Regions from separate parts of the Mus musculus genome. Here regions 2, 3, 4, 5, 6 and 7 are each linked to region 1. A link is a contact called in public Hi-C, HiChIP or PLAC-seq and promoter capture Hi-C data. All regions are on one chromosome and are shown on one strand. Each heading gives the region's core, a stretch centred on a gene start, on an enhancer-like site or on the middle of the called end of the contact. The rest is flanking DNA. Distances are from core to core; before and after follow the strand shown. Region 1 holds the start of Trip11 (thyroid hormone receptor interactor 11). Region 2 holds the start of Btbd7 (BTB (POZ) domain containing 7). Region 3 overlaps Ccdc88c (coiled-coil domain containing 88C). Region 4 overlaps Ccdc88c (coiled-coil domain containing 88C). Region 5 overlaps Ccdc88c (coiled-coil domain containing 88C). Region 6 holds the start of Gon7 (GON7 subunit of KEOPS complex). Region 7 overlaps Gm30296 (a long non-coding RNA gene).

The links. A called contact is a pair of places that touch in the nucleus more often than the background predicts. HiChIP or PLAC-seq counts read pairs in DNA pulled down with a chosen protein or histone mark. Capture Hi-C pulls out chosen DNA fragments and counts their contacts.
Region 2: an H3K27ac HiChIP or PLAC-seq map of thymic regulatory T cells shows a contact between it and region 1, with 10 times the contacts expected there. The contact joins the promoter of Btbd7 here to the promoter of Trip11 in region 1. A contact is called at or near these places in 1 of 484 Hi-C or Micro-C datasets (CD4 T cells), 3 of 115 datasets of contacts at active chromatin or transcription factors (bone marrow-derived macrophages, neural progenitor cells and thymic regulatory T cells) and 2 of 9 other capture datasets (adipose tissue and pancreatic islet).
Region 3: a contact with region 1 is called in an H3K4me3 HiChIP or PLAC-seq map of stem cell-derived neural progenitor cells, with 13 read pairs. The contact joins the enhancer-like site here to the promoter of Trip11 in region 1. A contact is called at or near these places in 1 of 39 promoter capture datasets (liver), 10 of 115 datasets of contacts at active chromatin or transcription factors (bone marrow-derived macrophages, craniofacial prominence, differentiating embryonic stem cells and 5 more) and 1 of 9 other capture datasets (liver).
Region 4: a contact with region 1 is called in a Hi-C map of B cells, with 11 read pairs. The contact joins the enhancer-like site here to the promoter of Trip11 in region 1. A contact is called at or near these places in 1 of 484 Hi-C or Micro-C datasets (B cells) and 6 of 115 datasets of contacts at active chromatin or transcription factors (embryonic stem cells, extraembryonic endoderm stem cells, large pre-B cells and 2 more).
Region 5: a contact with region 1 is called in a Hi-C map of B cells, with 11 read pairs. The contact joins the enhancer-like site here to the promoter of Trip11 in region 1. A contact is called at or near these places in 4 of 39 promoter capture datasets (cranial neural crest, embryonic stem cells, erythroid cells and 1 more), 1 of 484 Hi-C or Micro-C datasets (B cells), 11 of 115 datasets of contacts at active chromatin or transcription factors (astrocytes, bone marrow-derived macrophages, embryonic forebrain and 6 more) and 2 of 9 other capture datasets (embryonic stem cells and pancreatic islet).
Region 6: a contact with region 1 is called in a promoter capture Hi-C map of liver, with 2.4 times the contacts expected there. The contact joins the promoter of Gon7 here to the promoter of Trip11 in region 1. A contact is called at or near these places in 5 of 39 promoter capture datasets (the HPC-7 cell line, liver, neural stem cells and 1 more), 6 of 484 Hi-C or Micro-C datasets (B cells, CD4 T cells, cardiomyocytes and 1 more), 3 of 115 datasets of contacts at active chromatin or transcription factors (embryonic stem cells, large pre-B cells and pro-B cells) and 3 of 9 other capture datasets (adipose tissue, liver and macrophages).
Region 7: an H3K4me3 HiChIP or PLAC-seq map of bone marrow-derived macrophages shows a contact between it and region 1, with 8 times the contacts expected there. The contact joins the enhancer-like site here to the promoter of Trip11 in region 1. A contact is called at or near these places in 3 of 39 promoter capture datasets (hippocampal neurons, liver and pre-B cells), 4 of 115 datasets of contacts at active chromatin or transcription factors (bone marrow-derived macrophages, extraembryonic endoderm stem cells, pancreatic cancer cells and 1 more) and 1 of 9 other capture datasets (liver).

What each region holds. Positions count from the first base shown.
Region 1 is chr12:101,911,663-101,915,127 of GRCm38.p6, forward strand. Trip11 (thyroid hormone receptor interactor 11) reads right to left here and starts at 1,509. Exons shown (of 21, transcript NM_028446.1): 1 at 1,028-1,509. The coding sequence starts at 1,166. It overlaps Gm20036 (predicted gene, 20036), which reads left to right and starts at 1,005. Exons shown (of 2, transcript NR_152255.1): 1 at 1,005-2,315; 2 at 2,933-3,465.
Region 2 is chr12:102,876,841-102,880,305 of GRCm38.p6, forward strand. It overlaps Btbd7 (BTB (POZ) domain containing 7), which reads right to left and starts at 1,602. Exons shown (of 11, transcript NM_001377026.1): 1 at 1,376-1,602.
Region 3 is chr12:100,956,506-100,959,970 of GRCm38.p6, forward strand. All of the region lies in intron 10 of Ccdc88c (coiled-coil domain containing 88C), which reads right to left. Among named protein-coding and RNA genes, the nearest start is that of A630072L19Rik, 20 kb to the left of the region's middle. Within about 2 kb of position 1,711, at least 94 of the 459 cell types and tissues checked have an H3K27ac peak or open chromatin away from gene starts, as enhancers often do. A contact at or near this core is called in differentiating embryonic stem cells and stem cell-derived neural progenitor cells, where this site is marked.
Region 4 is chr12:100,992,859-100,996,323 of GRCm38.p6, forward strand. All of the region lies in intron 3 of Ccdc88c (coiled-coil domain containing 88C), which reads right to left. All of the region lies in intron 4 of Gm36756 (predicted gene, 36756), which reads left to right. Among named protein-coding and RNA genes, the nearest start is that of Gm36756, 8.0 kb to the left of the region's middle. Within about 2 kb of position 1,968, at least 54 of the 459 cell types and tissues checked have an H3K27ac peak or open chromatin away from gene starts, as enhancers often do. A contact at or near this core is called in B cells and memory CD8 T cells, where this site is marked.
Region 5 is chr12:101,014,313-101,017,777 of GRCm38.p6, forward strand. All of the region lies in intron 3 of Ccdc88c (coiled-coil domain containing 88C), which reads right to left. It overlaps Gm36756 (predicted gene, 36756), which reads left to right. Exons shown (of 5, transcript NR_166870.1): 5 at 252-506. Among named protein-coding and RNA genes, the nearest start is that of Mir1190, 5.7 kb to the right of the region's middle. Within about 2 kb of position 1,834, at least 141 of the 459 cell types and tissues checked have an H3K27ac peak or open chromatin away from gene starts, as enhancers often do. A contact at or near this core is called in B cells, embryonic stem cells, hematopoietic stem and progenitor cells and 1 more, where this site is marked.
Region 6 is chr12:102,755,988-102,759,452 of GRCm38.p6, forward strand. It overlaps Gon7 (GON7 subunit of KEOPS complex), which reads right to left and starts at 1,823. Exons shown (of 2, transcript NM_001142938.1): 1 at 1,554-1,823. The coding sequence starts at 1,758. It overlaps Gm20604 (predicted gene 20604), which reads right to left and starts at 1,823. Exons shown (of 2, transcript NM_001142939.1): 1 at 1,554-1,823. The coding sequence starts at 1,758. It overlaps Ubr7 (ubiquitin protein ligase E3 component n-recognin 7 (putative)), which reads left to right and starts at 1,988. Exons shown (of 11, transcript NM_025666.2): 1 at 1,988-2,191. The coding sequence starts at 2,042.
Region 7 is chr12:102,719,742-102,723,206 of GRCm38.p6, forward strand. The region is part of intron 1 of Gm30296 (a long non-coding RNA gene); the gene reads left to right. Among named protein-coding and RNA genes, the nearest start is that of Gm30296, 11 kb to the left of the region's middle. Within about 2 kb of position 1,605, at least 33 of the 459 cell types and tissues checked have an H3K27ac peak or open chromatin away from gene starts, as enhancers often do. A contact at or near this core is called in bone marrow-derived macrophages and pancreatic cancer cells, where this site is marked.

The sequences.
Region 1 (3,465 bases), core at 259-2,758:
CTAGCTACCTGCCACTGGGTGCTGGGAATAGAACCTGGGTTCTCTGAGAGGGCAGCCAGTGCTCTTAGAGGCTGGATCTCCTCACTTCCTTGCTTAACAAATGTCAAGAAATCGGAAGAGTAATTAACCTAACCACTGATTACAATCGAATTCTAGGTCACTATTCATTAGGACGGCAAGATGATGACTTCAAAAATAAGGGAAGGAGCCTGGCCAGGTGAATGGGTGAGTAAAGGTGTTTGTCGTTCAAGCAAAGTAAAAGGAATTCCATCCTCAAATTCCACCTAAAGGGGAAAAGAGAACTCCACAATGTTGTCTACTGGCCTCCACACACGGGCGATGAGGTAGACACTCATGCATATGTGCATCATTTACACACACACACACACACACAGAGAGACAGACAGACAGACAGACAGAGACACCACAATATTTTTCAAGTTTTAAAGTGAGTAAAGGTAGGTAAGATTCTCAAAAGATAAAGTTCTCCAAAAGTATGGGAGAATGTGCCATCCTACACAAAACTACGTTTTCAGCTGCAAAGTGTCTTCAAGATGAGCAAAATTAGAAAACAATTGAATAGAAAAACAGCCCTATTCCCCTAACAACGTGCTAAAGCCAGATCAAGTGTTTAATCTTGAGTAATTAATGTTACAAAGTATTTGGGGGGAAGGAGGGCAATTGCCATACTTTAGTTGTCATACTAAAGGAATAGGATCAAAGTGAGATCAGCCCCCAAACTATGGGCGAAGTAAGTAATAGGCATGGGCCACCCAAATAACCCTATTCGGCATAGAAACAGCAGGTCCACTTCGCTGAGCTATCCAGCGTATTCAATGAGGGGAGAGGTCCAGAATTCTCCACCGTGGTCCTGAAGGCTGGAAAAGCGGCTACGGAGGTAAAGGGAGGAGAGCAGAGAAAAAAGCGTGGAGTGACTCCTTCGGGACCCGTCCGCGTCTGCCGACCGACCGGACCCGGAACCAAGTGGATCCCAACCGAGCCCCACCGCCCTCGCTCCAGCTGTTACCTGGCACATCCTCCGTGCCCTCCAACAGCATATCCTTCGTGAAGTTCGAAATCTGGCCAGTGAGGGAAGCCAGGCTGCCCCCTACTTGACCGAGAGACTGGCCCAAGCCGGAGCCGAGGCCCCCGAGCCAGGACGACATCGCTGCGGGTGGACACGTCCTCTCCAAATGTCCCTGGACGCCGAAGCTGGTGCGGATCCAGACGCTGAGGACTCGCAGGACACGGCACTCCCACCAACGGCCGCGTCAGAAAGCCGAGGCCCGGCCTGACGCTTCACCAAGGGTTCGCCGTTGTGGACACCGTGGGCCCCGCGAGGCCTCTGCTCATTCCCACGGCTTCCCGCCGTGCGGCTGCACTACTTCTTTCTCAGCTTTACTGACTTTCCTCAGTTTCGTGGGCCAGTCCTGCCAACTCAACGCCGGCCGCCATGACACTGCCGGGAAAGCGGCAGTGACCATAGAGAAGCTTCGCGATAGCGTAGAAGGGCCGCTGCCAGAGGCGTCCCGGGCGCGAAGGACCGTGGGATCGCGGAGGACCAAGTAAATGGGCCAGCCAGATCCGTGACTTCCGCGTAACCTGCGGAACTTTAGGTGGAGACCGAAAAGGCAGTGGCGGCGGCGGTGGCTCTTCCCACCTGCGCAGCTGCTTTTGTTTGTAAGAGGAAGTAACCCTTGACAGTGCCTTCTGATCCTGTCTACAAGAGCTATTGCATCGCTAGGATTCGATAGGGTCGTCCCACCCCACAGGGAAGCAACCTCAATCCATCTGCATTACTCTATTATCCAGCGTCTGCGGATATAAGAGCATCCGTGCCAGAGGGTTGGAAACGAGGCTACAAAGCTGAAAAAGCGGGTTGCAATTCAAATGTCCAGGCAGAAAACCCTTGTTTTGGTGTTTGTTTTCAGTTACCATGCACTTAAAGGATTGTGGGATCCCATGACCGCCTCTCAAATGATCCCTCTCTGAATAATTTTCACCAGATATCTATTTGAATTTAGGGGTTGCCTCCGAGGGTTTTTCAGCTTCCGTGTCCCAGAACAAGGAATTGGACAGAGACACGTGGCTAGTAGTAAGGAAGACAAGAAAATGAAGAAAAGACACACACCCAAGAGAAGCAGCAGGCCAGAACACTGTCATTGGGGGTGGGGTTGACGAGCTACACTTTCAGCTTGAATGATGGAGAATTTTTGGTGCTGAAGATCAAATCCAGAGACTTGTACAGGCATTGAGGCTTTTCGGCTTAGCCACATCCTCAGCCCTTGTTTGAGATAGGCTCTCCTATAATCCAGGTTGGTTTTGAACTGATGACCCTTCTGCTTCTACCTCATGAGTACTGGATTACAAGAATGTACCATCATGCCCAATACAGTGTTTTTAAGTGTAGTATATATAGTCGTCAAATGATTTAACATGTCTACTGTTAATTCTGGGCACTAGGGAATGTTAGGGAGAAAGTAAAACAGGGTAAGGTAAGGAGAGTATGGGCATGCCACAGTAGGTTGAGCCCTGGGGATGTAGAAAATGGCTGAGGACTCCACAATAAGATAATCTTGCATAGAGACTTGAAATGAGCAAGTGAGAGATACAGCTATGGGGGGGGGGCGCTCCCATATAGCTTATCTAGACAATAAGACATAACTGAGTATAATAAAGTCCCTTTGGCTGGAGGCCCCTGGCAATTTTGAGAATTTATAAGAAGGCAAGGATGGCTTAAGAATGAATTGGGGAATATTTGTAAGTATGGACCCAGAAGGCATGAAGAAGTTGAGTCCCAAGGGCCCAGTAGCCCATGAACAGGACTCTGGCTTTTATTCCGTCTAGAATGATGAGTGATGAGTGACATGAATTTAGTTGGGTTCATGAATGACTGAAAAGTTTAGCAACTGTAATCTCCTTTTTTCTGTAGGTATAAATCCTCTAAAGCTCCGTGTCTGCTGGAACATGGTCCAAGAATGAAATCCTGTGAGAATTCTGGGTGCTTAGGAGAAAACTCTAAGACAAGACCAGAATCTCATGACCTTATAGGGGAATTTTAATCCAACACCATGGGTGCTCTGACAAGGGATCACATCCAAAGATCTTCTAAGCCCACAGGAACTGGGCAGAATACAGAAAAACCCTGGAATACAGTATGGTCTGGCTGGAATACAGACACACCCTTAGTACACACCTCTAATCCCTAACATGAAGATAAGGCAAGTTTGTAGAAGGAAGCAGCCTTGTTTGAAAGTGATGTCTAATTAAGGGACAATGTGACGAACCAGAGAAAGATTTGACAGAATGAGTCAGAGATAGGATACATCCAACTCACAGAACAGCAGAGGAAAGAGGCTACGAGAGAGAGAGAGACAGAGACACAGAGACTGAGACAGGGAGACAGGTGTGTGTGGAGATTTTACCAGGATGGTTTTACAGAAACAGGTTAGACACAAGTGATGA
Region 2 (3,465 bases), core at 352-2,851, 970 kb after region 1:
TTTGAGGTAGCTGCGAGGGTCACAGAGAGATACTCGTTTCTGTGTTCAACTTTACTGTGCAACGGCCTAGGGATTGAGCTGAGCAGCGGTGGTGAAAGCTACCCACAAACAGTAGTGCTGGAGTGGAGTGAAAAGAGCTCTTCCTCACCTGCAGAAGCCGAGATCCTAGTTTAGGTCTCACCCCTCCCCAGCTACATGACCCACAGAATCGCACCTTTCCGCGTCCAATTCCCCCACTTTAGAACACGCCCAATCTCTAAAGGTGTTCCTGACTCCAAAATTCCAAGACCAGTCGAATCACAGCTGCTATGAAGAATGTACGGTTCATATAACTTCAAGTCTTTCTTCCAGACTTACAAAGAAGACAATGTGAGTAATGGGTGAGCCATAGACGCTACGCAGAGACAAAAGATAACGTCTGCTGGAAAAGCTAATTTATCTGCAAAAAACGCTTCTTCCTTGCTCCGTCACTGTAAGAAGCTTGAGCCGAGGGGCCAGTGCCCTGGGCCAGAGAACCGAGACTGCTCTGCAAATTCGGCCTACTCCAGAGTACTTATTATGTGTGCTGGTATGGGAGAGGCGCTGTGGTGGTTCAAAGCGGATACAACACTCCTCGGAGTTTCTCCGAAGACGGCGAGAAAGTTCTCACCCTGGAGTGTGAGCGAGAGCGAGAGTGTGAGTGCGTGGAAGGGAGAAACAGCAGAGCAGGAGGGAAGGTAGGCACGCCTTTCGCCAAGTCCTCCCGGGAGCTAAGCTAGCTTAGCCTCCGCGGCTCCAGCCGAAGCTCCGCTCCGTATTGTCTCCCCCACCTACCTGTCAAAGCTCAACGCCAGTCTCGGTCCTCCCAGAGCACTCACTCCGGGACGCTTTCACTTCGCCCGCGGGGAGTGGTCCTCCCCAGGCCTGCTCCCCCCTCCCCCCCAAGCTCCGGCCCTCCCCAGCGGCCTCACGCCCACCCCGCAGCCCGTAAACAGGAGTCCGCGCCGGGTGTGGGTTCCCGAGCGCAGGGTGCGGCGGGTCCCGCCCCTCGCAGCCCGGCGCTAGGGGCTCGTCCCGGCGGCCACCCGGGCGGGGGTGGGGGAGCCGCGCGCCCTCCGGCCCTGAGCGCCGCGCCTCGGTCACGGCCCGCTCGGCGGCGCGCTGTCCGGCCCGCCCCTCAGGGCGCGGGGACCGGGAGGCCCCCGTCCCGCGCCGCCGCCGGCGCGCTGGGCCCTAGACGGCCGAGCTGGCCAGCGCCTCGGCAACCCCGCGGCGTCCGGGCCTCGGCCGAGGCGCCACCACGCCCAACCACCGCCCCTGCCGGCAGCCGGACGTCCCGGGCCGCGCGGGGCCGGCGAGACGGCTCCTCAAGCCTCGGACACCGAGGGACACTCACCTCGGAGGCTCCTCCCGCCGCGACTGCTGCTGGGACCGCTGCCGTCGCCTCCGCCGCCGCCGCCCCCAGCGCCGTCGTCCGCACTGGCGCCAGCCCCCGCGGCCATTCTCCTCCAGCCGCCGCCGCCGCCCTCCCCTCTCCTGTCAGTGGCTTAGGCTCCGGGACCACTCCAGGTTCCCCCCGTCGCCATTTTGACTCCGACAGGGAGCAGGAGGGGCTCGCCTCGCGCGGCCCTGGCGCGCCTGCGCCGCTCTGCGGAGCCGGACGGCCCCGCCCGCCCCCGCTGTCGGCTCGCCCACGTCACGTGACCCGACGTCGGCGCGCCGGCTTGGGGAGGAGGGGCAGGCTAGGGAGGCGCGTTCCCAGGGGCTCAGGCCAAGAGGCGAGTGCGCGCGCATTCTTCTGGCTCTGCCTGCCCGAGGGAGGTGCGAAGGGGCGCGGGGTACTTGTTGCAGCATCCTGCACAGCTCCGGGAATTGTAGCTTGTTATTCTTTGTATCTAAATGGAATAATCATCGCTATGCAGGGGAAGGCCAGTTCCACTGTTTCGTTTCCTCTGGGCAGCCGCCACCCACCGGGTGTTGGCATAAAATGCTTGCCTCAAAAAGAACTGCGATCCGGAGGAAAATTCCTTCCTGGCCGACTTTGCGTTTCTGTGGCTTCTTTTTTGTTAAGAATTTCTAAAACTATTTTGTCTTCTTGGTACTTTTATATGTAGTACTTTGCTAGTTACCTAGTATTTGAGAAAAAAAAGATACTGAAAAGTTTCAGTAACAAAGAACTAGGCTGATGGAATTCACAGTGCCCCCCATGGGAGAGCCAGATCTCTTCCATAAACAGCCCTTGTTTGTGATTTTGCCATAATTACAGCGAGGCAGTAACAAAAACGGCTTACATTTATGGAGTGCCCTACAGTTTTCAAAACACAGTTAAATACATGGTTTCTGTCTGGATGCCAAAACTGCCCTTTGAGGTAGCTGGGACCCGCGTTATTATCACTGTTTTACAGCTAGGGAAGCGGGCAAGCCAAGCCAAGAATCCAGGCAGTGTCCTTCAGGAATTTGCGTTTTCCGTCTTTCCCTAGTCTTTCCTGTTACATTTCTTTTTTTGATAGTGTTAGATTAATTTTTTATGTGTATGAATGTTTTGCCTGAATGTATGTGCGCCACATGGGTGCCCACAGATCCCCTGAACTAGAGTCACAGATGGTGGTATAGTCACCATGTGGGTGCTGGGAATCGAGCCCAGGCCCTCTGCAAAAGCAACAGGTGCTTTAAATCACTGTTCCATGTTTTGGGCCTCTTTATGGTCATTTTAAAAAGGACTTCTGAATAAAAAGCTCCTGTCCTTAGTTCCTCAATAAATTAACTCGATTTAACCTAATCAATTAAAGATTTAACCAGCCCTTAACACTTATTTACTTTCTCAATGGATTGGGGTATGGGAGGGGAAAAGTATTTGTATTGAGACCCATATGTAGCCTAGGCTAAACTTTGGCTTGCTGAAATTGACCTTGAACTGTTCCTAGTTCCACCTAAAGCACTGGGATTACAAGGGTGTGTATCATCAGGCCCATCAATCCACTTTGCTTGATGACCGACTTCGTTCAGTTGACTGTGTGCAACATTGCTGATATATGGGTCATGATAGTCAAGTTAGAGCTTGTGGAACTTGGTCCAATAAATGTACCCTTTTCCACTTCTCTGGGAGATGGATTTGAAATTTGCTTTTGAGGTTCCATGCCCTTGGCTCTCTATGAATAAAAACTGTGTTTTGCAAGTCTGTTTTTTTTCTTCTTCTTCTTTTTTCCTGGTTGGTGGTATGTTGTATACAGGTTTAGATAAGTTTCAAAGGATAGAAGCAATGAAATTTTGTCATGGGTTTGGCTTCTGTAGGTTTTTTTTTTTTTTTCCTGTTTTGTGGTAAAAAGGGTTCCAGCCCCTTCTTTTTCTTTTCTTTTCTTTTCTTTTCTTTTCTTTTTTCTTTTCTTTTCTTTTTTTCTTTTCTTTTCCTTCCCTTTCTTCTTTCCTTCCTTCCTTCCTTCCTTTCTCTCTCTCTCTCTCTCTCTTCTTTCTTTTTTGTTTAATTGA
Region 3 (3,465 bases), core at 461-2,960, 950 kb before region 1:
ACAACGTGTGTACAACTCTCAGCACGCATTGTCTGGAATCGCCAGCTGGCCAGGCACAAACACTTCACACCTGTGAGGAACAAAGTTAATCCCAAGAATCATCCATAAAACAGCTCCCTTATCAACAAAGTGCTCTGCAAGGGCCTGGGGGTGTTGCTGAGCAGCGAATGCTTACATGAAGGCCTGAGTTCTGGCCCTAACACTGGAAAAACAAAAGCAAAGAACAACAATAAAATAACTGGTTTCCAGGAGTACCTCTTGACATCCACCCCCCCAACACACACACACATAAACAGCAAACACCAGAGGGGATGTGGAGTCAAATAAACACTCTCCTTCCCAGTGAGCTTGGGATCACAACACACAATAGCTCCTAGTGTCCACTGCAACAGAAAACCCACGGGTGTTGGGGGAAGCAAGAGCTGGGCCGCTGGGGCCATAGCAACAGGCCTCTTGCTCCTTCCTGCCCTGGCTCCAGAAAGGACAATGCCTCACGCCATGCCTCACTTGTAAGTTCCAGTGCCACCGAGAGTAAAGGGCAGGATGCACTCCACCCTCAAGGCCTGCCTGTCTGTCTGCCTGCAACATGACTTGACCTGAAGAAATGCAGGGCCAGATCAGAAACCAAAGAGCCCCTCTGTCCTGTTCCAACTTGACAGATCTCAACACAGTCCCCAGAAGCAACAGGGCTGAAGTCCCAAGGCAGAACAGAAGACTGCCCACTCAGCACCTGAGTCCCCCTCAGCAAGCCCCCTGGAATTTTACATTCCTCACTTGAGACATGATGCTTAGCTGTGCATGAACGGTGGGAGGCTGGGGTCCCTCCACAGCACCCCCAGTTCTCCTGTACCACGCTATGCCCCCTTTTCCCCTTATGGTCAAGGCTCTCCTCATTCTCTGGCAGCTGGGCAGGGCTCTGGAGACTGCCAGACACATTCCGATTCCAGACCACTTGCTTAGCAACTGTGATGCCTTTTCTTGTTTGAAGAAAGGAGGCTGCTACCCTCACAGGGTCACTGTGGGGGGCCCAGAGCTAAGCAGAGTTTGGGCTCTACAGCTACTACTGCCCACCTAAAGGCTTCACTGTGTCCCTGTTCTGTAAGGGACCAGAGAGAAATGCTCTCTGTTGGAGGTAGGGATGAGGCATCATGTTCCAATAAAACTTCACCCATAAAAGCCGATGGTGGGCTGGACTTAATCTAGAGACTACAGTGAACTGGCTTCAGAGTAGAGAAGCTCACTGGCACAGAGGCGCAGTATGACACAGACTATCTTCTCAGGCTCACAGTCTGGTCAGGAAACAGACAGAAATATACATCACGGTGATACTGTACTTGACACACTACCCCGACCCCTCCATCGGAGGCAGGCTTATAAAAAGAACTGTGAGATGTGAGATTGGGGGCATGACCCGCTAAGCTCACAGACTCAGCCCTGTTCTGGCCCGAAGCTGACAACTCTGAATGAACAAGGAGAGGCAGGCAGCCTGGGAAGGGCTTGTGCAAAGATGCAGAGGTCTGGGGCACAGGGTGTGGGGTGCATCACTGAGTGCCAGACAAGGGGAAGAGCATCATGTCACCCCAACGATGGAGGGGTATTGGACCACTGGAGAAGGCCAGGGAACCGAACACCACAGCCAGCTTAGATTCAGGGAGGGCGTCTGTGCGTAGACGCTGGAGTAACCAGAGCAAGCCAGCAGGAGGCAGCAGAGAGTAATGCACAGGCAGCATGCCAGGAGGTGGGGGCCTGAGCTCACAGGAGGGTTAGCCCTGGAGCCTGACCCACATGGGGAGGGGTTGGGAGGTGAGGAGACAACAGGGAGGTGAACTGCTGCTTGGGCTTAAGTACCAAGTGCAAGGAAACAACTGGCTCCACAGTGACCACAGGCTGCTATGGAAGGCAGACAACGATTCTGGACACATTAACTAAGACTGCAATGGGATGCAGCTCTGAGAGGGATCCGACGCTCAAGGCACTGGGTACTTATCATCAGTGAGCCCCAAGCATCACCCAGCGAAGGTTAACAAGCACATCCAGGAACCTCACGGTACAGGATAGTGAGTTGGCCTGGAGCCACCACAGAGTCTCTTTTGCTGTTATCTTAGGGGTGTGATCTTGGAATGGGGGATGTTAGGTACGAAACACGATGGGCCTGATCACTAACCTGGTTCCTAAGATCGGGGCCTTGCCAGCGACCCACCCATCTCTCTGGCTGCCTCTTCCCTGCAGGACCTGTTCCAGAGCGCTTTATCTCCATTCAGGGGTTCCCTACAGAGAAAGGCTGGCTAGGATAAGCTCGCTGTAGGCATGCCTCTGTGCCAGGGAGGCCAGGCCAGGCCAGGCCACGCCCCTCCTTTCCTAACAGGACAAGACTTGCCCCACATTTGGCAGGATAGCGTACTGCTGTGTCTCAGCCCCTCTGATTAGCCTGAAACTAGCACTTCTTAGGAAGCTGTTGGTCTGCACACTACAGGGGGGGACCATTGCCACTATGCCCGGGAGGCACCCAGCATCTGGGCATCTGCCTTTAGCCTTAGAAAGCCAATCGCAATGTTTTTAAAGGGATGTCACTCAGGCTGGCTGTGTGCCCACTCCCCAGTTCCTCCTGTCTCTGGGTGGTTACCCTGTTCCCTGCTAACCGGTTTCAACCCTTCTGAGAACTGGACCAGGAGCCAGGGAAAAGCTGTTGGAGTTTAAAAACAAACTGTAAGTTTGTGGTAGGAAAGCTGCCTGTGCACCCAAGCTCTTCCTTTATCTCCTCCTCCCACCTGGCACTGCCACACTCTTCCTCTGGGGATCCAAACTGGTGCGTTCCAGGTCAGACAGAATGTCTGTGTCACCCAGCCCCAGCACGGTTACTCAGAAGTGTCACAAATGTGGCTGGCTGACTAGAAGCCATAGCCAGATTGTCTCTCTTATCTGAATCTTGGTTGAGCTGCTTGGGTGAGCACTGTAACTAGGCTTCCTCCAGTCCCAGGGAGCATGAACCATAAGCTTCTCTCTCCCCTGCACGCTCCCCTGCATGGTAATAGTTTCCTTCACTTCATGCTGTGGTTCCCACGGATCTTGTCTGCTAGCTTGTGAGGTGGAAGCCCACACAGACAGAACCCAGCCTCTGACCACGGACAGGTACTGGGTTCTGTAGTTCTCACCTGTGAAGGTGAGCACCCTGCATCCAAGACCTCAGTCGGAAAGCACGTGTGGTAGTGTGAACCTGAAACTAACCTGGAAGCCTCACCCATCCAAGGAACATGCGAACTCTCTAGAATGCTGGGTGTTACAATTCTTTCTTGAAAAAAGCAAAACAAACAAAAAAACAAAGCCTCGTGGGAAAGTACCGTGGCCTGTGGTTTGTTTTAAAAAGTGCCTGCAAAATGTGTCTTGAGGTCACTTAATCGGGGATTCCAGGGAATTGTCCTGACGAAAGCCCATTGTGGGCAGTATTTAATAAAACTTGCTTCAAGT
Region 4 (3,465 bases), core at 718-3,217, 920 kb before region 1:
CCATGAATCTCACTGGCTTTCTGCCTGTTATGTGATCTCTTCTGCACCACTCCTGCCTTTGTGACATCCCCTGCATTAGGGGATCCAAACCAGCTGCCTGGTCCTGGGCTCCCAGTCCCACAAACTGTGAGCTAAAGAAGCCTCTTATAAGCTACACTGCCTCGGACGTCTTGTTACAGTAACAGAAGGGGTTCAATCAGAGGCTCTAAGAGGGAGGTGGTCTTGAAGTGAAATGACAATGAACAAAGAATAGGTACCAAGCAAGATGTGCAGGTATGTAGGTGGCCTGGGTCTGTGGCAGGGGAGGTAATAACAGAGACCAAACAACCAAACAAGATGCAGAGGTGCCTCTACCCCGTCCTCCAACCCCAAGGCTGGAGTGATATATTTCCCCTCCAGAGGAGGCCCAGTGTGAGCCACTGCTCAGGGAGTGACTCACCCAGGAGTGCCCCATCCACAGAGCCTCTCTGCCAGACAAGCAAGTGTTCTTCCTAACCCACGGGTGACCAAGCTCCACACTCAGCATGCAATCAGGCCCCAGCCCATGCTGGCCAAACCCAAAGCCACTCTGGTAACCCTTGGCTTTTGCTAGGTTGTCACTCCCAACACTTAGAGGCACAGATGTTCCCTCCTTGCACTGATTTAGAAAAGCCTGGCTGTAATGAAGATCCAAGGTCGTAAAAGTGGAGCCCTTGAAGACAGACAGGCAGACCATGGCTACTTTTGCATAGAGAGAGGGTGTCAACTCCATCCTTGAAGCTTCAGAAGCAGAAATTCTCTCACAGCTGTCTCCATCCCTCTGGGCCAGGCATAGAAAGGAAGGCAGGCTGAACAAGTTTACCTGCTGGGACTTTCTTCTCTCTCCTTTCTCCAACTGAAGAGGAAAAACATACACACAGCACGGGGACGGACGGACACGGACACACACACACACACACACACACACACACACACGGACGGACGGACACGGACACGGACACATACACACACACACCTGCCTGTATCACTGGGGTAGTTTTGACTCTCCAGGGCTAGTGGGGACACCTTCTGAGAATGGAGGGGCCTAGTCTGGGCTCAGTGGGAGAGGATCTACAGCAGTGGATGCACGATGACTGGATGAGTGCTAGACTCAGTGTGTGCTTGGGAAAATGAATGACAAAGGCTGCAGGGAGAAACAGAGTAGATAAATGAGCAGGATTGTGTGTCCACCCTCCAACAGTCCCCTCACTGTCCCCCACCCTATGGGTATATCTCTGTAAACTGGCCACTTTCCGCAGAGACAGGAGTCTGTAACAAGAGAAGACATTTCATCTAGAAAGCAAGAAAGCACCATCACCAAGAATATACTCCCTAGCAGGAAACTGGGGGTGGGGGTGGGGTGGGGGTGGTGTGCAGCTCAGGAGAGAGCTGACACCAGGGAGGGGGTAGGTGAAGAAACCAGTTTCATGAGTAATATATTGGCAGGAAGTGAAATCTCAACAGATGTTATCAGCTTTAGGGCTGCCATCCTGGGGAGACACCTACCAAGTACTGACTGATCAGAGATGGCCACAAAGGAGGTTGGTCTAGTTCAAAGAGGGGGCTACAGAACCTCAACACACACACTGCCCATCTCCAGTGCAAAGGTACTTTACCTAACCAGCCGGTAACCACCCAGGTGCTGCATAATCTTATTTAGTCCTAAAATAGGCAGGTGGAACCAGAGTTAGGTTATTAGCCATCTGCCAATACATGATCCACTCCTTTGATGCCAGCACTCCACAGGCAGAGGCAAGCATATCTCTGTGAGTTTGAGGTCAGCCTGGTCTACTGAGTGAGTACCACACTGATCAGTACCATAGAGTTAGACAATGTCTCAAAAAAGGGGTGGGGGAAGAAAGGGGGGCCCACAGATCCCTCTGACAGCTCAGGGCTTCGGAGGATGTTGAGGTAAAGGAAGGGCTGAGAAGTACATCTGAGTCATGGGTATCAGGGCCTCAGATGAATAAGGACTGTACAAGACAGGCGTGTAATGTGGGCTGTGAGGCAGGAAGAGATGTGGAATGAGAACTATGGGCAAAACAAAGATCAAGTGGGAGGAGCCCAGACAGAAGAAGCCTCTGGAAGCCCAACTACATCTGCCCTGGGCTCCTGCAGTCTGATATGCAATGCTGAGGAGCAAGGACCCCTCAGGTGAGCCAGGATTTCCCAGGCATTCTACAGCTGGCTTTTAGGCTCAGGTGGCTGGCGATGGCTCTCTGGAGTGTAGGGACCCTGAGTGGGGCTAGAGAGATGGCTCAGCAGTTAAGAGTACTGGCTGCTCCCCACAGGGCAGCTTACAACTGCAGCTCCCCTTCCATGGAATCCAACATCCTCTTCTGGTCTCCTTGGGTACTAGGCATATGTGGATGCAGGTAAAACACCCATACACATAGAATACAAATTTTAAATCTCAAAAAGGGGAGGGGGGATTCTAAGGCCAGGTCCGAACTCAAAAGCAGAATGTGCCATGGTTGACCGGACAACGTCCAAGCCAGGATTAGATATGGTGTCGCCCCCTCCATGTAATCAAATGTGACAGGTGACTACAACGGTATGTGGTACTGAATGGCTAAGGGATTGTGGGCAAGAGCGATCTTCACTGCTTACAAAGCTATGCCCCAGGCTTTGTGGATCAACCAGCCTCAATTACAGTCTCCTTTCTGGTTTGTGGGCTCCTAAGGTGGCAATGGCAGCCCAGCACACAGGAGAGTCAACAGCCAAGCGATCTAATTCAGGGACCACAACTCCCCAGGAAGCACGCTCACCCTGGATGTCAACAGCCTGACAGTGGATTTTTACTGACAGGGATTAAAAACTGCCCCTCAGCCAGGCACACTGAGCCAGCTGCTTTCTGAGGTCTAAGGGAAGCCATCCAGCTGTGGGTAAGGGAGCGTGAGGCAGACAGCCAGGGTCAAAGAGCATCTTCAAGGAGCTCCGAAAATCAGACCAGCAGTCACATGGCGCCACAACCTGTCAGCTGCGGGCCTAGTCATTACGCACATCATCTTTGCTCACTGCAGCCGAACCAGCAAGTGCCCTCCTTTCTTCAGCTGTAGCCCGAAGATGACATGAGAAGACCAACAGCCCAGTAACTGAGAGCCCACCACATGAGCGTCTGTGAGGCATGGGAGTGGATGGCCAGCTCACTCCAGCTGCACATTCTACTGGAATGTATGGAGGAACAGCTGAAGATGCAAGCTATGAGCCCTAGGGCACGGCTAGAAACCCCCAAGTGGAGTGTGACCGTCCAACGTTGAGGTCATGATGACTGGTGACTGGCAAATCTGGAGGTCCAAGGGAAGGCAGATGGATAAACACGCCAGGCTTCTGAGGCAGTTGCAGCCCCTGTTACCAGACCCTCCCGTGTCTAAGCGTTCTCTCAGGACTCCTGTAAGCCACCTGTCTCCATTTTCGGCTTTGCATACTCAGCTGCTTCAGTTCTAG
Region 5 (3,465 bases), core at 584-3,083, 900 kb before region 1:
AGGCCACTGGGTTATGCCTCCCAATAGCACACAGGGCAACTGTTCCATTAAACAGATGAAGCCACAGTTGCTAGGAATGGGGTCACCTGGGTTCTGAGGGCCCAAGCTGATGCTGTAATGGAAGTCCCCATCGTGGCTGCCCTCCCGTTTGTACTTCAGCTGCTGGTGTTGCTTTCATAGCCTACCAGTACCTAGAAAGGCTACCACCCAGTGCTCTCCAGTCAGAGACCTGATGACACTCTTTCTTCCAGGCCAAGACTAGCAGCAGCTCATCAGAGTGACAGGCGTCTACTCTCTGCAGAAACTCTGCTTTCAGAGCACCCCAACATCCAGAGAGACGCCCAGCGAGCTGCTGTCTACTGAAAACTTGGTCTCAAGCCACTAGACCCCTGCAGCGTACACACTATCACAGTATCTAATTACTTCCTCAAAATGCCTGCACCCTGAACTATTACCAATAAACTCGGAATCTGGGGCGGGGTGTGGCCTGTGCACTCCCCCTACAATCCTGGCCCCTCTTGTGATTACTAGAAACGTAGGACTGAATTATCTGGGAAAGGCCAGGGTTCTGAATGCCTTGGCAAAGTCACAGGGGGGAAAAAGAAAACCCAACAACAACCGTCTTTCCAAAGGGAACAGTTGAATAGCAAAAGCGGTTATTAGCCTGGCTGTGCACCAGGCAGCCAGCTTTTAGGGAGCGAGAAAGCTTGTCTGGGCAAGTTCTTGTCAGACTTCATCTGATAGACCAGTTACAACATCAAACACCTGACCTTGGCATTGACAGCCACCTCAGAGAAATAGGAGAAGCCCCCTCCTCACTTTCAAATGTAAGAACTCCATTTCTTCTGTCTGGTCACAAGAGAAACTGGCTCCTACCTCTTCTGTGCAGGAAACCACCACTGAACAAATCGCTAAACTTTCATTCATTCCAGCATGGAATCGAGTCTCACCGAAGCGCACCGTGGACCAGAGACCCAGGGGCCCTTGGTGTTGGAAGGTGTAGTGTGTGTGGTGTTAGCTGTAACTTTGTAGGCAGTATGAGTTCAGACCTCTTATCGTCTTCCTATCCCATCTGTGCACCCACCACAAAAAAGGGACTTGCCGGGCGTGGTGGCGCACGCCTTTTATCCCAGCACTAGGGAGGCAGAGGCCAGCCTGGTCTACAGAGTGAGTTCCAAGACAGCCAGGGCTATACAGAGAAACCGTGTCTCAAAACAAACAAACAAAAAAAACAAGGGACTCAAACACAATTCCTCAGAAGACTGAGCCATGGTAGAAAAACACAGCTTAGTATAGTGAAGGAGTGAGTGCATTAGAGACTCTGGACAGAAAGGCAGAGGAAGGAAGGAGAGGTTGTAGGTCTTTGGGTGGAGAGTGAGTCCTGAACACAGGGGTGGACAGAACAGACCTCTGCTACAGGGTTGGTGGCATTCTCCACACCGAGAAGCAGAGGGCCAGTGGAGCAGGCCAGCACACAGGTCTAGGGATATTTGGAAAATAACCCTGTCGATTCAAGATCTGGACTCAAGGCTAAGAGAAGAAGCCCACAGCAATATCCCAGACTCAAGTGTATGCACACACAGGCACACACACACACACACACACACATTTACACCTGGACACAACACTCACATGCATGCAGACAGACACACACATACGCCTTCATATTAACACACGCATGTGCTCATGCTCACTCAAGCAAGTTCAGTCTCTAATGCCCCTGGCAGAAGCCCAACTCTGCTAATTACCTCAGACCCACCTTTCACCCTTCCCACCAGCAGCAATTAGCCCTGCCATCTTGACTTCCTGCTGCTCTGTGCTGGGAGGAAACAAGCCAGCTGCTCCCTCTGCCCAACCCCGGAAATGCTGGTTTCAGAGGTGTCTCAAGCAAACCAGTCTCTACTTCTGGGGCTGCAGGCTGACACAAAAACAGTGGCGGCCCTTTCAGGATGCTCTGGGAAACAATGCTCCAATCTGGTCCACTCTGCTCAGCTCCCAGCTTAGCATTCAGCTGCCCCCATGCTGATCTACCCAGAGCAAGTCATGTCCCCACAGGCTCCAGAAGCCTGGCTTTGAGAAAGAAGTTTCTCTAGACAGCCAACAACTAAGGGAAAACATATTTCCTAGGGCTGAAGTTTCTTCCTTCCTAAGTCTCAGTTTCTTAATCTGTAAAATGGCCCAGTAACTTCTTCCTCTTGAGGATGTGGATTTAAAGAACAGGGCAGCCAAGCCTTGGTCCCAGGACTAAGCTCCCCCCTGCTGTGCCTCAGCTTTTTGATTCCTCTTTGGGCTCCATCCCCACATTCCTATTGCTATTCAATAGGCCTTCTGACGTCTGAGGTGGTAACAAAGGTGAGGGAAAAGGAGGAGGTGAGGGGGGAAGAGAATGGAAGCAGGTGAGCTCACATCCTGCCTCCCCAGAGGTTTGGGAATGTGGCAAGTCACCCGGGCCAAGGCTCCAACGACCTCTAGCCCTAGCCAACAACAGAGGGGCCAGCAGGCTAGGGAGAGAAAACACCATACCTGGGACTGTAGAAAAGGGATTCCAGTGCCCCGAGTGCTGTGGTCTCCAGCAGTTAGTTCCCTGTGCCCACAGGCTGAGAGGGAATAGACCGCCTGCAGACCATCGCTTTCTTCAGCCTGGAATCTCAGTGGAGCTGGGTCATGAAGCAGCCCACAGCTGAGAAGTCCACAGGCTGAGTGTGGGCTGGCTCAGTCCCTACTGATTCTGCTCTCTGCTGACCACTCCTCTCCTTTGGCTTGTTGTACCTTGGGGGTTCCCTGTCTTGGGGTTCACATTGGGGGTCCTGCTTATTCCTCCCACACCTGTCCTGGGCTTACTGCCACCTGGATGGCTACTCCACCTACAAAGCTGGCATGTGACTGTGGAGTCACCCACAGCATCTCATGTCTCCCAGCAGGACTGCCCTGTGGACCCCAGACCACATGCCAGACGCATCCCAAAACCATGTTGGCCTGATCTCCACACCAGCCCCTCACCACACACAACCACAGACTCCAGGGGTGGCTGCCAATCAGAGACCCTCACTTCTCCTCACGCTGGGTGTCTACTATTACCAAGTCCCCCAAACCACCCTGTTTTCTGACCTTGATCAGGTGCAGGTCATACGACCAGCTCCCATCTCTACTCCCTGCCAGGGCCAACCCATCATTCATTCTCCACACGGGTGCCAAAGTTTCATCTCAGTTATTTTCCTTTCTAAAATGGAGAGAAAAACTGCTACGGCCTTTCACTTTCTGAGCGTGTGTATGTGCGCGCGCGTGTGTGCACAACTCAGATGCAGAGAGCTTGACTACTGCAAGGTCCTGGCTTTGATCTCTAGTAAAACAAAACACCTAGAATGCAAAATCCAGTAGGCTGGAAGTTCATGTTCATTCGCATGTCGCCCCAAGCTCACCCCTGTCCCAAATCCATAGTCTCCAGACTGCTTCAGATCCATCTTT
Region 6 (3,465 bases), core at 573-3,072, 840 kb after region 1:
CTTCAGACACACCAGAAGAGGGCGTCAGATCTCATTATGGATGGTTGTGAGCCACCATGTGGTTGCTGGGATTTGAACTTGGGACCTTTGGAAGAGCAGTCAGTGCTCTTAACTGCTGAGCCATCTCACCAGCCCCTTATTGTTCCTTTTAATGACAGCCAATAACTATATTATAAAGAATACGGAAGTTTAATCTCCTCTGCAGAAGAATTGACTCCTTAGCTCAGAACAATGAAACATCTATCTTGGTGTTCAATTCAAGATTAGAAATAAATGTAACAACAGTGGAGTGTGGTGGCATATTTCTTTAATTCCAGCACTGCTGAGGCAGAGTCTGGCAGGTCTCTGCAAATCCAAAGCGAGGCTGGTTTAACCGTTACATGGTGACAATGTCTACAAAATAATTTTATTCCTATTAACAGAGCTAGGGCTGGAGAGATGGCTCCGTGGTTAAGAGCACCACCTACTTTTCCCCTGCATGTACGAGGCACCCTCTTGACTATCTGTAACTCTGGTTCCAGGGGATTTGATGCCCTCTTCTGGCCTCCGAAGGCACTGCACATAAGAGGTGTACAGACAAGCATGCAGGTAAACATCCATCTTTAAAAGCAAACAAACCCCAAGCCACCAAAATTAACAGTTAATTTCTACAACAGGAGAGGGGGTGAGAGAAAGTAAGAGGACGGGAAGGGCTGTAGTGCTTTCGGACATTATATAGCCCTTAAACTCTGGCAGCACAAGATGGCAACGTAAACATTCCATCAAGGAAGGGGGGGGCTCATGAGGCGCCACCCCTCTCAGAGGAGCGGTTGGCGGTTAATGGGGGGCGGGGGAGTCATTGTTTTTCTTCAGTGGTCTAGTCACTGCTGTGTTGCCCTAGTTCCAGTAAATATCATACAAATATCCTTAAATAAATCCAGTGACAAAAAAAGGCCGGAAAGAAAGGCGAGGAGCCCTGTCGAGAAGGGTTCAGCGGGGGATAGAGACCATGACCTGAATGCATTAATACATGAATGAAACGATCAATTAATTTAAGAATACCAAAAAGCTAAACTAAAAAGAACTCTTTTACTTTCGAAACAATAGCTACAAAACTGAGAGGGTTAAGATTCCCTAAAACAAAGTGGGCCTCGGTCATTCGAAGCTCTCCTCATTCTGTCAAACACGTTTTCTCGTTTCTAATTTCACTCCTTTCCGTTTTTCAACAACCAGGTCTACCTTCCCGCCCTTTCGGGTCTTCGTGCCAGCTAGCAATGGTTACAGACCGCCACTTTCTCTGCCTATCTTAATCCTTTGCGTTCTTTGCAAGGGAGTCAAGCTGACTTCGTCCGTTGACCAGTCCCTAGTCCAACGCTCGCCACGGTTTTTTTTTTTTTTTTTGGTGGGAAAAGTCGCAAAAACGGGGGGCGGTGGGATATCAGACAAAGAGGGCAGCGAGTTCTAAGGATTTTTAGAAGCGATTGCTCCTCTTCTCCGGGGCTCGCCTTCTCTAGCCTGCCCTTCACACTGCCCGGTCCCGCCAGTGTCCCCCGGCGCCCCGCCCCCGCGCTCACCATCCAAAGCGTCGTCCGGATCTTCCGCCAAGCCTTGCGCGTCCTGCTCCACTAGGGTCCCGAAGAACTCCGCTACCAACTCCTTCATCCGGACCACGCCCGCCGACAGGCTCTGGAGAGGGTCCGCGTCTCCCGACGCCTCACAGGACACTCGTAGCCGCTGCGGCTCCCCGTCACAACCGACGTACTCGCCCGAAAGCTCCATGGCGACCACTCAGCTTCAACAGCGCGCCTCGGAGAAACGCCACCCGGAAGCGGAAGCCAGCCTGCGGCCGGGGCGGGCGGGAGAGGCGAGGAGGAGGAGGAATGACTTCCGATTTCCCGAAATTGGCCCGCCCATTTTCTTCCGTGTCCTTCCTTAGGATTGGCTGTCTGGTGCTCGGGCTCCGCCTCCTCACGGGGCCCCGCCTTCTCGCGACGCCCCTGGCGGCGGCCACTTTTCCCGCCTCCTCCTGGGCCCACGCAGCGGAGCCCGGTGACAGTTGAGGATGGCCGGAGCCGAGAGCCCCACCGAGTGCCAGGCGGAGCTGGAGCCCGTGGTGTCGCTGGTGGACGTGCTCGAGGAAGACGAGGAGTTGGAGAATGAGGCGTGCGCCGTCCTGGGCGGCAGCGACTCGGAGAAGTGCTCCTACTCGCAGGTGCGCGCGGCCCGGCTGCTCCCGCCGTCCTGTCTGTTTCCCGCTGGCCGCGGCCGGGCCCACTCACGGCGGCCCTTTACTCTGTGCTTCTACAGCCCCGGCCCGGCTGCCATTTCATCCTCAGCTTGTCGCCACCAGGGCTGTCCCTCGGTTCCGCTGATGGTACACTGCAGGCTCCGGTCCTCCAGTTGTCGCCTCTTGGTGGCCTGCTTTTCACGAGGTTGTTCTCGTGATCTCTCAAACCCAGATATTCTTCGCTCCACTTCTCCCACCGCCCAAGAATCTTAATTAGGGACCAGATGGGGAAAAGTAAAGGGAAAGTGGGCCGGCTTTGAAAATCTTCCGGTGAGGTTCGGCTTCCGGACACTCCTGTAGTCTAGTTTAACTGCTAGCTGCCCCCACCTCACCCCCTTTCTGGTTAAATGAAGTTTCGTGTGTATGTGCTATGTGACATCCCCTCTCTCTGGGGACTGGAAAGCCAAGAGGAGAAAAGGATCTGTTTGGCATTTGTGGGACCTTTTGAACGAGAGAGTTTGAGGGGCTGAGATGTAGTGTTTAGTGACGCATACTGTACATTTAAGTACTAACGTGGAAAAGGGTGGGTAGGAAGGAAACTTAACAACAAGGATGAGAATTGGTGGAAGGAAACAGGCTAACTATGCCCATGGGTGGAGTGGGAGACTGGGGTAGGAGTGAAGGGACTTGGAGTTATGGTGTGGCGTGGACTGAAGTCATAATACTAGTTGTCTTCGTTGACCAAGTTGGGTTTGCACTGTAAAATTGTTGAATAAATCTTGTATCCCAGAAGTAGTCACAGCATGGTCGCTGGTATTTAAATTTGGAGGATCATTGTTAGGTTTCAAACCCTGGACTCTGCTGTTGTGCCTATTTAACATATCAAAGCCGATGGTGGCCTCCTGGTTCTCCCTGCCCTTCTGTCCCTTCCGGGACTCTCCTGGCAGACATACCCAATCCACTTTCCCAGACTTCTCCAGCCCAGGAGCCGGGCTACCCTTCCCCCAGCTTCCCTTCCCTAAATAATGCAGCCGTTTTGTTTATGCAGCTCTCTTGGGTCTCCTGGCTGTAGCACCTGGCTCCCCATCCCTATCCCCTACCCTTCCTTGCTCTTCTCCCAGGGCCCAGTTCAGAATCTTTAGCCTCTGGACTCTCCTAAAAGTCCTTGCCTCCGAGCTCTTCCTTTTATAGTAAACTTTTTCCTTCAACCTCCCAAGGAACAGGCATGTCCTTTCCTTTTTATTTCTCTTTTTCATTGT
Region 7 (3,465 bases), core at 355-2,854, 810 kb after region 1:
GTGCAAAGACCATACTGTTTCTTGCCCAGTGCAACAGCGCTACCTAGTGGACATCTTGGAAATTTGCATAGGCTAGCTATTAATTACAGAGTATGCCTGGTGTTGACTGATGCCAGCACCAAAGATCCTGCCGTGCACAAGAGAGTTAATGTTATAAGGAATGAAACCGCTCTGCTTTTGACACTCTAGAACGTCTCAGAAGGCCAGTTTTGTCGCTAAGAAGTTTGCTTACATTGGGAGAAGCCACCTCAGTTTTATCATTGTATATGAAGAATTTTATACTCGCTGAGAGAATTGAAGAGTCACGCACCCGGAGGGAAAGGCGGGTCGTTGCTCCAAAAGAATTGTTTGCTGTTGTTAGGAAGAGGGAGGGATACTTAACTCCCAAGTTACAGGCACGCCTTTCCAGGGCTCACAGAGTTCTGATTTGCATGGTGGAGTCCAGTTCACACTCTGGAAAGGCAAAGAAGAAAGATGCCATCTTTACTCTCAAGAAGCTAATGGCCGGGAGCTGGGGTAGTAGGTAAATGAGCACTGAGCCCCATGGGACCCTGAGGTATCTTGGGGCTTGAGGCATTAAGAACAGCTATAGTGGTGGCACACGTCTTTAATCCCAGCACTTGTGAGGCAGAGGTAGGTGGATTTCTGAGTTCTGAGTTCGAGGCCAGCCTGGTCTACAGAGTGAGTTCCAGGACAGCCAGGGCTACACAGAGAAACCCTGTCTTGAAAAACCAAAAATCAAAACAAAACAACAAACAAACAAAGAAAAACCTTACAGCTATATATAGCTTATAGCTATAAGCTATAACCTCTGTATGGAATTTGAGCCAGTAGCTATCAGCCCACCTGTGTCCCTGTGACTAGGTACCCATGCAGACAGCTGGCAGGATGACTATATATAGAAATAGAGATTCAATCAAAGTGGATTCTCCCTCATAATTTTGGTTTTTGAAAACTGTGGGCATGGGTAGCTTTTCTTATCTGTGAATGTTTGGGGTTTTTTTTTGTTGTTGTTGTGGTTGTTGGTTGATTTTTCAAGACAGGGTTTCTCTGTGTAGCCCTGGCTGTCCTGGAACTCACTCTGTAGAGCAGGCTGGCCTCAAACTCAGAAATCCGCCTGCCTCTGCCTCCCAAGTGCTGGGATTAAAGTCGTGCACCACCATGCCCGACTTGTGAATGTATTTCACACTCATGAAGTTGAGGGGCTTTTGCGGAGTGTTTTGAGGAAGCAATGTTCAGTGGCTGACAGGAAAGCTCAAAACCAGGGGCAGAGGATCACAAGCTAAAGGAAGCAGGGAGCTGAGGGCATGTCAGAGAAGGGTTCTCTGGACAGCAAGCGTGAGTGCAAAGATACAGGAGGAGAAGGGTATGGGAGATGGACCCGTGGGCAAGCTGCTTGCACCCCAAACAGAGGGACCCGAATTCTGATCCCCAGGATCCATGGAAAAGCTGGTGTAGTTCCAGCACTGGGACGGGGAGATAGGTGAATCCCATGGGCTTTCTGGCCAGCCACTCTGGCTGGTCAGTGAGTTCCAGGGTCATTGAAAAACACGGCTTAAAAAATAAATAAGGTGGAAATGGCGACTGGAGTTGACTTCCTGGATCCCACACACTGGAAAGAAAGAACCAACTTCCTCAAATTCCCTAACCGCCCCGTCAGCACACTCACACACACAAGAAAATAGAGTTTAATTAAAAAAAAAAAAAAAAGCCGGACGTGGTGGCGCACACCTTTAGTCCCAGCACTTGGGAGGCAGAGGCAGGCGGATTTCTGAGTTTGAGGCCAGCCTGGTCTACAAAGTGAGTTCCAGGACAGCCAGGGCTACACAGAGAAACCCTGTCTCGCAAAACCAAAAAAAAAAAAAAAAAAAAAAAAAAACCAGGATATGAAGTATGATGTTTAATTTTTTTTTTTTAAGCCTAATGCATGCAAAGCCCCAGAGGCCAGTGCTCAGGACTTAGGAGCCAATGCTGGAAGATCACATGAAGCCAGCATGGGGGTAGGGACTTAGCACAGTGGTAGAGCTCTTGCTTAACAAGCACAAGGCCCTGGTATCGGTTCTCAGCTCTGAAAAAAAAATAATAAAAAAATAAGTCAAAATAACAAAAAGAAGCCAGGGTGAACCAGACAGTGGGACCCTATCTCAGAGAAAAACAGAAGTCAGGGCCCCTCCAGGAAAAGGGCGGCGGGGAAAGCTGGGTTCTACTTAGAATACGAAAGAGCAAGAGCCAGAGAGTGGGGGGTGGGAGAGAGGGGTGGGAGAGAACGAGAGAGGAGGGAGGAGGGAGAGAGGGAGAGGCTTTGCGTTTTAAAAATAGCCGATATCTAAAAATACAAAAGATTAAACCCATTTTTAAATTTTTCTATTTTTTAAAGCCTATTTTTAAAAGAAAGATTCACTAGGATTGTCCTCCCGTCGATGGCATTGAGCTCCGTGTGCCTTCTGTATGTGCATAATTTATACGCATGTATCTTTTCACGGTATTCCCTGGGTCCTGGACGATGTCCCGTGAGGGAATTGAGGGGACTGAGCCCCCGTGAAGCCTCTCACTTAAGACTTGGGTCCTGGAGTAAGTAGACTCCAGACAGGAGACACGGGGCTATTGTTACACTAGAGGGTAGGGTCAGGAGGGTCGGGTGGAAAGTTGGCTTTTAAGGAGCCAACAAGTGTCACAGGCTGGCAGGGCCCTGCAGTGTGGGGTTGGTGCTTCCCCGAGGCCAGCACCACTGTTGTTAACCGACTGTGCAGGAGATTCTTTGGGGTTCTCTCACTGGGAGGAGACAAACCCAATCCTGGCTGTTCAGAGCTGAGCAGGTGCACGGGGCTCGCGCTACACAGCACCTCCGAGGGGGGCTGAGGAGCAGCTGGGGTACCTGTGGGGCCCACGCTACAGGATGTGAACTGTGAGATGATTGGTTCAGACAAGGAGGCTGAGTGAGTGGGAGAGCCTGATGCAACAGGATCCAGCTCCTCACTGTGCAGGCAGGCAATCAAATTCCAGAGGAGGCCGGACCGTGGCGACCCCGTGTGTGGGGTGGACTGGAGATGCTGGCATGAACTCTAGGTTTGAAAGATATATGGATAGACCTAGAAATGGATATAGATAGATATGTAAACGTGCACATACCTCATACACTTCTTGATGCGGACCTAGGAGAAACAACAGCCCTGACGAGCCCGCGTGCCTGGTACCCAGGTATTTAATTATCATTCCCCACTGACAAAATAAAAATTCATCTCGACAGAATGAAAATCCAAAATTCCAGACGCGGAGAATTACAAAACCCTGTCTAGGAAAGAAAGTACTCAAGACACAAAACCGCTGTGTAGATGTCAGATCATCGCAGAGCCGCTGAATAAACTCCCATCTGTCAAAGGCAGCTAACCTTTGACTCTTAGACAAAGGAGCCTGGCCAGGACCACAGGTCTGCTCCTCCTGCTGTCTGAATCTTGCCTCTACCTC